Regions from separate parts of the Gossypium raimondii genome. Here region 2 is linked to region 1. A link is a contact called in public Hi-C data. All regions are on one chromosome and are shown on one strand. Each heading gives the region's core, a stretch centred on a gene start, on an enhancer-like site or on the middle of the called end of the contact. The rest is flanking DNA. Distances are from core to core; before and after follow the strand shown.

The links. Hi-C and Micro-C count contacts between places; a contact is called where the count stands out from the background.
Region 2: a Hi-C map of leaf shows a contact between it and region 1, with 5 times the contacts expected there. The contact joins the promoter of LOC105797717 here to the promoter of LOC105797779 in region 1. A contact is called at or near these places in 2 of 2 Hi-C or Micro-C datasets (both in leaf).

Annotation. Positions count from the first base shown.
Region 1 is chr7:27,825,773-27,832,448 of ASM2569854v1, reverse strand. It overlaps LOC105797779 (elongation factor G-1, mitochondrial), which reads right to left and starts at 2,685. Exons shown (of 20, transcript XM_012627705.2): 1 at 2,188-2,685; 2 at 1,882-2,103; 3 at 1,677-1,798; 4 at 1,429-1,579; 5 at 893-964; 6 at 642-737; 7 at 458-546; 8 at 309-375. The coding sequence starts at 2,592.
Region 2 is chr7:28,012,395-28,018,522 of ASM2569854v1, reverse strand. LOC105797717 (probable plastid-lipid-associated protein 11, chloroplastic) reads left to right here and starts at 2,436. Exons shown (of 6, transcript XR_008197723.1): 1 at 2,436-3,236; 2 at 3,323-3,388; 3 at 3,687-3,820; 4 at 4,070-5,162; 5 at 5,236-5,337; 6 at 5,577-5,862. It overlaps LOC105797710, which reads left to right. Exons shown (of 9, transcript XM_012627642.2): 5 at 166-249; 6 at 1,138-1,190; 7 at 1,281-1,345; 8 at 1,436-1,494; 9 at 1,649-2,110. The coding sequence ends at 1,738.

The sequences.
Region 1 (6,676 bases), core at 1,436-3,935:
ATCAACATGCATATGGAAGATACTTGATCAAACATCATAGGTAACAGCATTTCAAAATCTCAACTGATAGTGTTTTCTATCAAAATCACAAAATGCTAACCAAGAACGCATTTTAGTTTGATACATGAATTTGTGGAGGTCCATCTAACTCAGCTCAAGACCAATTCACACTCACAGACAACAAATAAAACATCCACTACAAAAAACGGGATGTGTTTGCCCAAAAAGATCAAATAAAACAGAAGCTCAAGAAACGGAATGAAAAAATTAGAGCAAGAGAACATGAAACCAAAAAAAAAAAAACTTACCTTAATCTTCTTTCCTGTATTTACGTTGACTATAAAATCACCCTTCCGAACCACACCCTCGTAGACTCTTCACCAATATAAATTATTGTTAGGTAATTTAGCATGAAATACATACGCTACAACAACGGAAAATGATGCAGCAGCATTACCTCAGATATGTTAGCTGACCAAACCGCCCTTCCTCCAACTTAAAAGCTAATGCTACAAGTGGTCCATCTGGGGTTCCAGGCAACATTACCTACAAGAGAATTACAAAAGAATTACATTAAAAAAAGGTTTCTGACCAGATTCAGCAAAACCTTTTTGGGAGGACTTGAAGTATCAATTTTATACCTTTTCTTCATTCTTTGTTTGATCAAGAGCATAGTTACTGACTTCAATTGGGCATGGCAAGTAACTAAGGACACCATCTAAAAGCGGTTGTACACCCTGTGCAGAAGAGAAAGTATCAAATAAGTGGCATCTAATAATCCAACAGATAAATAAACAAATAAAATAATGGAAATTCTGATGGCTGCCTTATTGTCAGAAGTTGGGTGACTGAAATTAATGGGAACCAAAGAACAGAATTAATCATAAAATACCTTGTTTTTGAATGCACTACCCATGAATACAGGAACAAACTTCCGTGCTATGGTTGCCCTACGAACTGCTTCCTGCTCAGAGCAAGCTACAAATTTTAGAACTCACATCAAGTTCATAAATCAAGTAAAAAGAAGCAGCAACATATAGAATTGTAAGGTTAAAACAATAGAAAAATAAATGTTGTGGTCTACACTTGGGTAATAGTTAAGCTAATTTCACATTGTAACATTTGATGCAAGAAAAAGCCTCCATCATCCACCCGTACAGCACATATAGAGTACAATGAAAGACCATTCAACATGAAGGATCATCGTAAATCCAGTGAAAGGCCATCAGCCCATAACATCCATATTCAAATTTCAGAAGCAAGCATGGACCCTGAATATTTGATGGGCATCAAGTCAAAGTGAAGGCAGGCATGCTATTTTCTCTGCCATTTTTTAAATGCAAAAGGGACACTAGATGGGCAGCATCAAATACACTTTCTATCAGTAGAAAAAAAAGAATTAAATAAATCACCAGTCCCCGGACAGACCTCAAGATCAGCAGGGGAAATAGGCTCATCATTTAGAAATGCTTCAGCTAGTTTATCATCCACTTCAGAAACCACTTCTATTAGTTCACGTCTCTTTTCTGCAACTATGGCTTCCATATCTGCTGGTATACCCTCAGACACAACTTTTTCTCTGCAATAGTTATTATATGACGAAAAAGAAAGAACAGGAAATGAAAATGGCTGTTACACGAAGAAAAATTAAGTGAACCAGAGAGATCGAAACAAACCCGCTGGAACCATGAAAATAATAAGCTTTTAGCTGCACAAGGTCGATAAGTCCCTTAAAGTTTTCTTCCAAACCAATTGGAACTTGCACAGCCGCAGTATGATGCCGAAGCTTAGACCTTGCCTGACACCAGGCACAGAAACGATCAGAATGCCACTGTTAAATGTGTGAAGTTCAATAACATCAATTCAGTTACATGAATGTACCTGGTTGAGAACTTTCCATGGATCAGCTCCCATTCGATCGAGCTTGTTAATAAATGCGAGTCTTGGCACCTCGTATCTTCTCATTTGCCGATCAACAGTAATTGACTGACTTTGTACACCACCAACGCTACACAGAACTAAAATGGCACCGTCAAGAACACGCAGCGCCCTCTCGACTTCAATCGTAAAATCAACGTGACCAGGCGTATCGATTATATTAATCTGAAACAGCAGATGGAAAATTTGCACGTCATAATAAGTAACACAAAGAGTCAAATTAGGTCAAATTCAAAATACCATACGAACCTGGTAATCTTTCCAGGTGCAATACGTGGCAGCAGATTGGATAGTAATTCCTTTCTCTCTTTCTAAATCCATGGAATCCATCTTTGCTCCGACGCCGTCTTTCCCGCGAACCTCGTGGATCTCGTGGATCCGGCCGGTATAATAGAGAACCCGCTCTGTCAGTGTGGTCTTTCCCGAGTCGATGTGAGCGGAGATTCCGATGTTTCGGAGTCGTTCCATGGACTCTTTCCACCATGGTTCTTTGTCGTCCTTTGCTCGCGCGACGTTGCCAGCAGCGAAATGACGGACCTCGAAGTTCCCCAGGAGGAGGGCGGCGGTCGGGGAGGGGGAACAGTAGGGCGCCGCTTTGGTGGAGTACAAGGTGTAAAGGAGGCGCGGGACTGCGGATCTTTGGAATCGCGCCATGGTGGAATATGGGTAGTGCTGCTTGGTACGGGTAAAACCCTAAACCCAAAATAAGGGGTTTTTAGTTTCCCGTTCGGGTTCTGAAAATGGGGTGGATCAGGAACAATTCGGATTCATTTTCTCCGGTGGTCGGTTAATTTGGATATTCGTCCGGGCCTATTTGGTGACTTCATTTGTTTTACATAAGCCCATTAGTTCTTGTTCTAAATATGTAGTTGGGCCCTAAAACAATCCAAAAAGAGACCAACAAACCATAGCACAAGGGTCCCAACCTCATATCTCAACTAGACCTGTCCATGGGCCGGGTGGCCCGGCCCGACCCGATGGCCCGCCCGAAATATGGGAGGGTTCGGGTAAAAATATAGGCCCGAAATATGGGCTTGGGCAAAAAAACGAGGCCCGTTTAAAAAATGGGCCGGGCTCGGGCTTAACTTTTTTGGCTCGAGCCCGGTCGGCCCAAATATAATAAATATATATATTTTTTTATTTTTTAATTTTAAAATACTTTAAAAATATTTTTTTATTTTTTTATTTTTAAAATATTTTTTGTGTTTATTAAAAATCGGTAGTAGTGGGCTCGGGCTTATTATTTTTTTCGGTCGGGTTCAGGCAAAATTTTAGGCCCATATTTGGTAGGGTAGGGCCCGCCTAAGAGTTGGGCCAAAAATTTTTTCGGGCCCGGCTCGGCCCATGGACAGGTCTAATCTCAACCATACCACTAAGGTCACGTTTTGAAGCCAATGCCTAAACATAGGTGCTAGCCAATATCATGGCATGTCTCTATTGAAGAAAGAATTCTTGATATCATTTACTTATGCAACAACCAAAAAATAACCAGCACATGAAAGAGCTCCACAACATACACCAAATCTAGCAACCAAAGGTAGTGCCCATTCCTTCGTTGGGTAATAGATGGATACAAACTCAAGCTACTACTTGTTAGGAGGTCGTCACTCCTTATCCTCCCTCATGTCTTTAATGACAATGCTTGAATTGGTCCCCAAAGTATAGTGATAAAGTCCATCCTCCATTTTCTTCTCCACAACAATATGTCTTAGCAGTTATGTAATGATTCAAAAGTCAGTGATGTCGAAAAGTGAGATTTTGGAATCCTGTTTTCATAAACCAGATTCGTAAATTTTTTATTAAATATTTATGGAGTTGTGTTAGAAGTGAATTGAATTTCGGTTAGGTAATTTTTATCAAATTATTGCTAAATTAAGGTGCAGGGACTAAATCATAAAAATATCAAGTTTAATTGTTAATGAATTAATAAGTAGAACTTGATTGAGGGATTTTATAGTAATTAAACCACTATTATAGTGATAGTGGATGGTAATGTACTTTGTAATCGAAGAAAATGTGATAAAATTTTAACAAATTAATTTAATAAATAAAACATAATAATAAACAAGTTAGTGGGAAAAGTAGGTGAAAAAAAACATTTAATCCATTTTCATGCAAAAACCGAATCGAAGAGAAAGAAAAATAGGAGACCAACGACCAAAGGGTTTCAAAGTTTAAACCTTCAATTGGTATGTTCAATTTAGTTTTTTTTCTTATAATTTCTATGTTTTCGGAATCCTGATAGTTTAAGTTAGTTGACCCATGTTGTATTTTTTATACTATTAAAGATTTAGGATGTTACTATTGTTGAATAGTTAAAGTTTTGGTGTTAATTTGATAGATTTTAAATTTAGAGTTGAAAAGGACTAAATTGTAAAGTCAATTGATGATTTTGTGCGATAGGGACTAAAATGCATAAATTTCAAAAATAGTGGTAAAAATGAGAAATAAAAGGTCCTAGAAGTACTATAGTCCCATTCTTAGGGACTAAATTGAAAAAATACAAAAGTTTCATAAATTTACAATTAAGTATGAGTTTGTTTGTATATTGATGAACTGGTATGTTTGTGTTAATCCATAGCTATCATCGACCTGGATTTCTCAAAAAAGGAAGGAAAAGACAAAGTCATTGACGAATAGCTCGGAGTTTACGGTTTGTATTTTTATAACTCAAACCTTTTTCAATTGTTGCATTTACGAACTATGTTGCATAGTAATAACATAAGGTAACCTGGAAATGATAGAACGAGCTAAATTGAATCGATTTGAATTAGTTGTTGGTGATGAGGACTAAATTGAATAGTTTTAAAAATATGATATAATGTTATAATTATGCAATTGAATTCAATTGTGATGAGTTATCTTGTCACATATGTAAATTGATGATTGGTTGATGATTATGTTGTGGACTTTAGAAATTGATTATTATAAATTGAGATGAAAAAGGATATTAAAGTTTAATGATTCAATGAATGTGAAATGGTAGTGTAATGCTACATATTAGTACTTTTGTTAATTTTGTTAATAGAAGCTATGAAAAAGTGGAAATTTACATGTTAATTTGCATATCATCCATTACTTCTAACTCGCGCATTTGAATGTACTATGTTATGTTTTAATGTTCGGATTATAGAAATACCACTGAGTTTAATTAGCGTACGGTTTTGTTTTCATGTGCAAGTTAGGTACTTTACATTTCAATCATCGACTCAGCATATAGTGACAATCCCGGACTCAAAAGTTGGTAATAGTTTGATTTGGGTCATGACATGTACTTAAGGAGTCTTTGGTTAAATAATGCTTAATTTGGATTTTGTTGGCATTTTGAGAACCTTGTATATATATGTATAAATATGTGAGTGATGGCAATGTTGTCTTGTTGAATTGGTTGGTGTTGATAAGGTAATATGCTTGAGGTAATTAGTAAAAGAATGGTTTGTACTTGCTACGTTGAAGGGTTTTGGTATGGCTTGTGTATGTTTATATGCTTGATATTGAATCATTGTTAAATGGTGTTTAAAGTGGTCAAATGATGTATGTTATCTTAATTGTTTTGAGGTGCCTTGGAAGGCATATTGGATTTGTTGAATATGATGTTTTGTTTGAATTCTAATTGTTAAATTGAGGTGTCAATTGTGGCATATTGGTTAGGTACTTAGGTTGATTGATATATGTGTTGCTTTTGATGTTATATTAATGCATTCGAATTTGTTGAAACTTAGTATGAAGTGTTACTTGTGGTATAAGTGATTAAGGTTAAAAAGCTTGTTTTGGAAGGTATTTATAGGTTGACACGGCTTGATACATGGTTGTGTGCCGTACACTGGCATATGGCACGTCCGTGTGATCTGCACATTTAGGTCGAATTTGGTGCACACGGCCACAGTTTGTTACACGGCCTGATGACAAGACCGTGTGACATCTTTTGAATATTTACACTTTTCACCCACACGGCCATGTAATCCACCCAAACAACCTCATCCCTTCCACACGGTCAGAGGATGCAGTCATGTGACCCATGTTTGTAAAATTTTCCTATCTTTTTATTTTTATTGTGATTTGATCCCTGATTGATACTAGGTTGGTTTTAAGCTTTCATAAGCTCGATATAAACCTGAAATTGATTGAATTGCATGTTGTATTGAATTAGATATGAATAAATTGATATTTAGACTATGAAAAGAAATAAAATGTTTTGTATTCACTTGTAACACCTTATAGCTCGGGTCCAATGACCAGACCGAATATGGGGTGTTACATGTTAATACCTTCATATCCACTTGATCCTTTCATTCTTAAAACAAACTTTGAAATAAATGTTAGGCATAGAAATACTAATAGAGGGTGAATAGGGATTTTGAAATTTTTGCAAACTTTTCTAAATAATAAGGAAAGGAAAAAAAAGTTTGGATAATTCAATTTATAATGGTTTGACTCCAATTACCTACTTTCATTACCTTAGTATACTTGAACCAAGGATTTCCCAATTCACTATACTTGAATTGTTACCTTTCAAGGACAAGATATAACATTTACAATATCTATCTTTTTACAAAGGCTAAGATAGACCCCCCAAGTTTTTGTGGCTAAACTAAAACTCTCTAGCTTTTATGGCTCAACTCAAAACACTTTACAATCCACTTAAGGTTTTGTACCTCAAAAACCTTAAGTATACATACACATTACAACAAAGAGAAAGAAATGTTAACAATGAAGACTTCTTAAAGGTGTGTGATAA
Region 2 (6,128 bases), core at 1,187-3,686, 190 kb before region 1:
TTTTTACTGTTTACGACACAATCACTCAGTTCAGGAAGCATCTTTCTGAATTTATTAGATTATTTTGAACCAAAAAAAGAAAGCTCATTATAGTTGGCAACACTCATTAAACATCTTATCAGTTTAAAGCCACTATCATTTATGTCCTACTATTTGTTGTTGCAGTCCTTGATTTCCAAAGCTGATATTAGAGTAAAGGAACTGAGACAATCAATTGACCGTCTCAAGGCTGAAAGTGAGAAGTTAGAGGTAACATTTTCCCCATTAGATTTAACTGATGAAAATTATTGGCAAGCATTCTATTATCATGTGCCTCTGTTGTTTCATGTTTTTATTATTTTGGACATCTGTTCTATGTACAGTGTCTAGCCACTGGTGTATAGTTCAGCATATCTACTCCGTCTTCTAGTGTTGTTTTATAGGCTATTCTTGGTGATGTAAAATTTAGGTTTTCTATTTTATTTTCCCTGATATCTCTACAAACTGGCTGTATCAGAAAATTAGGATTTTGAACCAAGAAGCAAAAATTATCTTCCTCTGGTTTGTGCTGGTTTTTCAATAGCAGGATTTTTTCTGCTTATTGGATTGTTAAATACACTTATCCTAAAAAGTACATAGTTTATGCATGAAAGTTCATCAGTGGTACAGAACTTATACTCTTGGTTTCGGCTGATTCTAGAATTCTTCTGTGTTAAACACATAAGTTATAGCTTTTCTTTCTTTTTTTAATAATAATCTAAAGGTAAGAATGAAATGTTGATGAGAATAGAGAATTCACTGTTTCCTAAGGTATACTTGAGCTGTTTTAATTAGTGCTTTGGGTTGTGTGTTCAATGGGAATCAGTAATCCCCAGGAACTGAAAAGTATCTAAATTGCTGAAATGACTTTTCAAACAGCTTTTATCCAACAAACTGTTCATGCGGTGATGCATATATCCACTTCAAAAGTTTCTTTTTCTTAATATACATCCTGGAATTACATTGACTTCTAGTTCCTATTTGGTAAAACTTTAATGTACATTAGAATATCATTAGGAAATGTGTATTGCACAAATTATAGTGGATCATTTCCCTAGATCAACTTAAGTCCTTTAATCAAGCATATATGAAATATATTTCATAAATTTATGCTTCCAGCGAAGTGCATCAGTAGCCGAAGACGAGCTGATCCGTGGCCGGACAAAACTCAGGTTTGTAATTTCAAATGAAGTGCAGTGTAATGTTAACTTCTGCCTCTTGAGGCTAATTGTTGCCATTGGACATATTCAATTTTGTTTCAGGCAAGCGGGCAAGCAGATCCGAAGTGTAATTCAGTCAGCTTATAAGATTGAAAGACAAGCAGCAGGTATTCAAGTACTTTCTCTCAATTAGGTTCATTGAATTATTTTCAGCATTTGTATGGCTGAGAAAACTTCCTTATATTATGTTGCATCAGGACTAAAAGATACCCTTGGAGAACTTCCAAGCAGAGAAGCATCTCGGTTTCGATCGCAGGTATGTTCTCCGAATATTATGAATGGACTTGGTTTTTGAATATATATATATAAGTATATTGATTGTCATATAATGAAATGCATAGACCATAAACCTGGATGACTGCTGCTGTTTTCCTTGGAAACATTGCTTATATGGAATAATTGATTTGCAGGTTTCCAACCTTGCGTCTCAGGCAAAGCGAGAACGGAATGTTTTGACAAAGGAGGTTTCAAAAATTAGTAATCATGGAATTGCAGTTTGATGCATCTCCTGTCCCTGCTATTTTGTTAAGTTCACATATCACTGTTTTCATCACTAACACAAGATGTTTTGAGTGAATACATTTTGGGTGGAGGTTCTATCATTATATTCAAATTTTAATTGGAGCCTGATGTTTACACGTCGGGGAACATGTATAAAATAAACAAACTTCCTACATGAATTTTAGTATTCCATTTTTAGGGCCTTGGTTTCTGAACTTAGAAGGTCTCAAGGCCTCTTAGTTTGGTCCAATCTATGGAAATAGAATTGTAGTAAACCAGCACGAATATGTCATTAACCCTATGTCTGGGTTGTGAGAAAAATAAATTATTAATCACAAAGGGAAGCAAGTGATATATTATAGTTCTTTCAATTATATCTTTTTCAAAAATAAATTTGAATTAAGTATTTTCATTTTCATATGGTTATATTATTATTATTTAAAAATAAGTTAAAGTATTTGGTGTACTTGTAGTCTGTTTTTATAACTGTAAAATTGATAATTAAGATGAATATTAAATCTTAAATCAGCAGGAATACTTGATTAAAAAGAAGAAGAAAAACACAACATTGTGTATTCAGCAAGTTTCGCGGTAAATCTTTTAATTAGCAAAATTTCACCATCGGCTCAAGTATGAGCTTCTCTTTGTAAAATGTTAAAAAACAGACAGATAAGCTCTAAGCTCACATGCATTTGAAAGGTGAAAGCAGGCAACGACACAGAGCTATGAAGCCGCCATGCCATCCTAGAACAATGTCAGGCAGGAGACAAGCAAGCAAGAAATCGGAAAAAGCCTTCAATTCACGTATAGTATTCCTCGGTTACTGGTGTCGATCCCAACCAATCATAAACAGCTATTTTGGGTTGGCCCAGAAAATTGAAATTGGGAGATTGGACGCCATTGATTACAGTTTTATCCCCCAAATTCCCACTGTGTTTGAACCACAAATTTCAATTTTTTTTTTTAATCTGTTGGTGGTGGCGCGAAGAAATAGAGAAACCCAAGCACCATGTCACTCGCAGCTCTCACTCTATCGTCTCCTCTTACTGTCTCCACTACCACCAAACAAAAACCACGGCCTCCTCATAATCCTAAACCTAAAATCACATGCTCCTCCCTCACTACCCAATCCCAATCAGCCAAACAGCACCTCCTCAATCTCATCTCCGACCAGGAGCGGGGTCTCAAAACCCAAAACGACACTAACAAACGCGATTCAATAATCAAATCCATTGATGCCATGGCCGTTCTGGGCCGCAATACTGTCACCACAGGCGACTCCCTATCCGCCACGTGGCGGCTTCTATGGACTACGGAGAAAGAGCAGCTCTTCATTATAGAGAAAGCTTACCTCTTCGGTACTCAAGCCGGCGACGTTTTGCAGGTCATAGACGTCGACAACAAGACTCTCAATAACGTCATTACCTTTCCACCCGACGGAGTTTTCTTCGTTCGGTCCAGCATTGAAATTGCGTCGTCTCAGAGAGTGAATTTCAAGTAATTACTTCTTCTTCTGCAAAACCTACTTTTCCTTCTTTTCCTCTCGCTTAACGACTGAACAAAATTGGATTTTGAATTTGTAGGTTTACGAGTGCGGTTCTCAGGGGGAAAAACTGGGAGTTCCCATTGCCTCCATTTGGGCAGGGTTGGTGAGTACTTGTATCTTTTTTATATATATTATTGACTGTAGTAATTCTCATTTATTTTGCAGTAATACATAATTTTAGGTCTTGATTTACATTAGGAACTCTGGGTTCCAAGTTTAGCATTTGACAATAAGGTCCACTCCTCCTTGATGCCTTTTCTTAAGTTGCAATTCGGTAAAAACATGTTTAATACTGATAGTGAATATTTCCTTGTGTTTGATGGCAATTTCTTATGGATACGGTTTCCTGTTCTTTTTGAGAAAGCCGAGAAGTGTTTTTCTGATTGTAAGATTCTGTATAGGTTTGAAACTGTCTACCTTGATGATGAGATACGAGTTGTGAAGGATATCAGGGATGATTATTTAGTTGTCGAGCGTGCACCATATAACTGGAAAGAATAAAGGGGATGAACCTTGCCTCTCTTTGTAATCAAATGTGAGCTTTCTAACCCTTTATCTAATTGAAACTTAGTTATTTCTTCCTTCTGTTTGACTTGATGTGAGGTTTTGTTAGAGGCCATTATGAGCTATAAATAACTGGGTAAGAAGTAGTAACTAAAAAAATGTTATTTCACTTTCCGTTCTGTGTTAAGTCAGTATGTACATATAAAATATTCGAGCAAATGCCATATGAAGTCACGAATAAAGGATTTTCCTCCATTTTTCTCTTTATTTTTTTTTTCAGGTGAATGTTGCATGGATGGCCATGCTTTCAAATATTTATCTGAAAAATTCAGGGCTTCTCCCCTGTTCTGATGTATGTTTAACAATATATACCATTTATGTGAATATTTTCCCAACTACTACAACAAAAACAGAGCACAGCCTTATAAGAGCTGATGACTACATGTTGATGCTTGAGAATCCCCCTTTTTTTTTTGTTATATTTTTGCTTCATGCCCATGGGATTTTAAATTCAATTGATTCACCAGGTGCAACAATTTCATATCCATTCAGCTATCAACTCAAGTTATCTTTCTTTTCCTTTTATTAGACATGTTTTCACACTTGCTGTACACAATATTCTACTTTACTCTCAAATTTATGAAACTTTCACTTCGATTGCTTATTTATTTTCTTAGACCACCCTCATGGAAACATATTTTGATCTTTCTGTTTCAAGTATGGACATGTATTAATTGATGAGTGAATTATCTGAGACTGCTTCTTTACTGATTTCATGGGCTTTTTCTCCTTCCATTATTTAGGGTCATTTCAGGAATTAGAGAAAGCAATAACATTTTTAATCTTCCGCATTTAATTATTAATAATTTTCTTTCTTACTTCTAGTTGGAGTTCAACTCCAGATAATTTTATGCAATGAGATATTCAGTTTCTAAAAAGTCAAGGTCCTAGTTGTGTACTTTTTGCCAGGTTTCTAATGTTACTTGCCTTCATTGAAATGATCCTCAAAAGAAGATATCTTCTTTCAAGAGTAAATATATAATCAGTAAATGGTGGATTATATGTCTGTGTGTCTGATATTTGTTAAAGTGCTTTTGTAACTCAAAGCCTTGCAGAAGATACATGAGAACAGCGGCTGGTTTGTTGATGTATATTTCACAATGTAGGCATGAAGTTCTCTAGTTTCCTTTTTTGCTACAGGAATTATGGTGTTTATAGGCTTATACGAGTCCTATTTAACTTGAATTAAGTTTGACTTAAGCTAGGTTTTTGGTTCTCTACTGCTAAAACTTAAAAACTGCTCAAGCATACGTGTTGGCTGTTGGGGTCACCTTCATTCGCATTTTAAGGACTTGTCTATCAAATGCCAAACGGTAATTGAAAATGGTCATTTAGACGAGAGATGGAAAATATTTGCTTGAATATGTTATTATTGGGGATTTGCAGAGTGATGGAAGGAAAAATGTTATAGAAAATGGCTCAACCATAGTCCAGCCCGGACTGAAGGATTAAGAAACATGCCACACGAGCACCCATGCATCTCTCCAGGTAAGAAAAGAAGAAGCAAATTACAAAGTAACCATACAGTTTTCATTTGAGGAGGATACCGTAAACTGTAGGCAGTTGCAGACTTTGCTGAATCTCGATATATTTATTTATACCAAAAGAAGCATGATTTGTGGTCAGGCCGCAAGTTGGGATGGGTGGTTATCTTTTATTGTCTGCCTCATAATTTTCATTTCATATGAGAAGTAAATATTTACATTGATAGCATTGATTGTGCACAGGTGTTTGCAGTCGATGCTGCCAATGATTAGTTGCAAAACACGGGGCTTTCTATCACACTGCTCAAACCATGGCTGATTTCCATTTTGCTCGTTTTGTACCTTTCCAGTGCAACTGGTTGCAACAACTTAGATGCTAGTGCAATTAACAAAGTGAAGATCATAAACAGATAATTGACTGAATCTTACTTTTTGTTCTCATTGTATGTTTAAATATTTTAGCCGATTTACTGACTGCAGGATTCAAAAGCAGGATCCAAAAGGCTTCCGAATGGATAACTTTAAATAATTTATTTTTTAAGATCAAAAAAGAGAGTAAAAACATGAAGTGGGTAGGTAGCATTAAACAATTTCCCTATTTTTGAAAATTCTTTTTTTTTTTTTTTCCATTTTTGCAATACTTTTAGGCATGTACCCAGTCCTTCCATCTACTCGAGTGACCCACTTTTTTCAACGAACTAGTTGTCAGAGATGGCCCAGTGTCTTGTCAGATCTGTAAGTGGCCTTTGTGGGCATGCTGGTATAACGCATTAGGCACGTGCATTTTAAATAAAG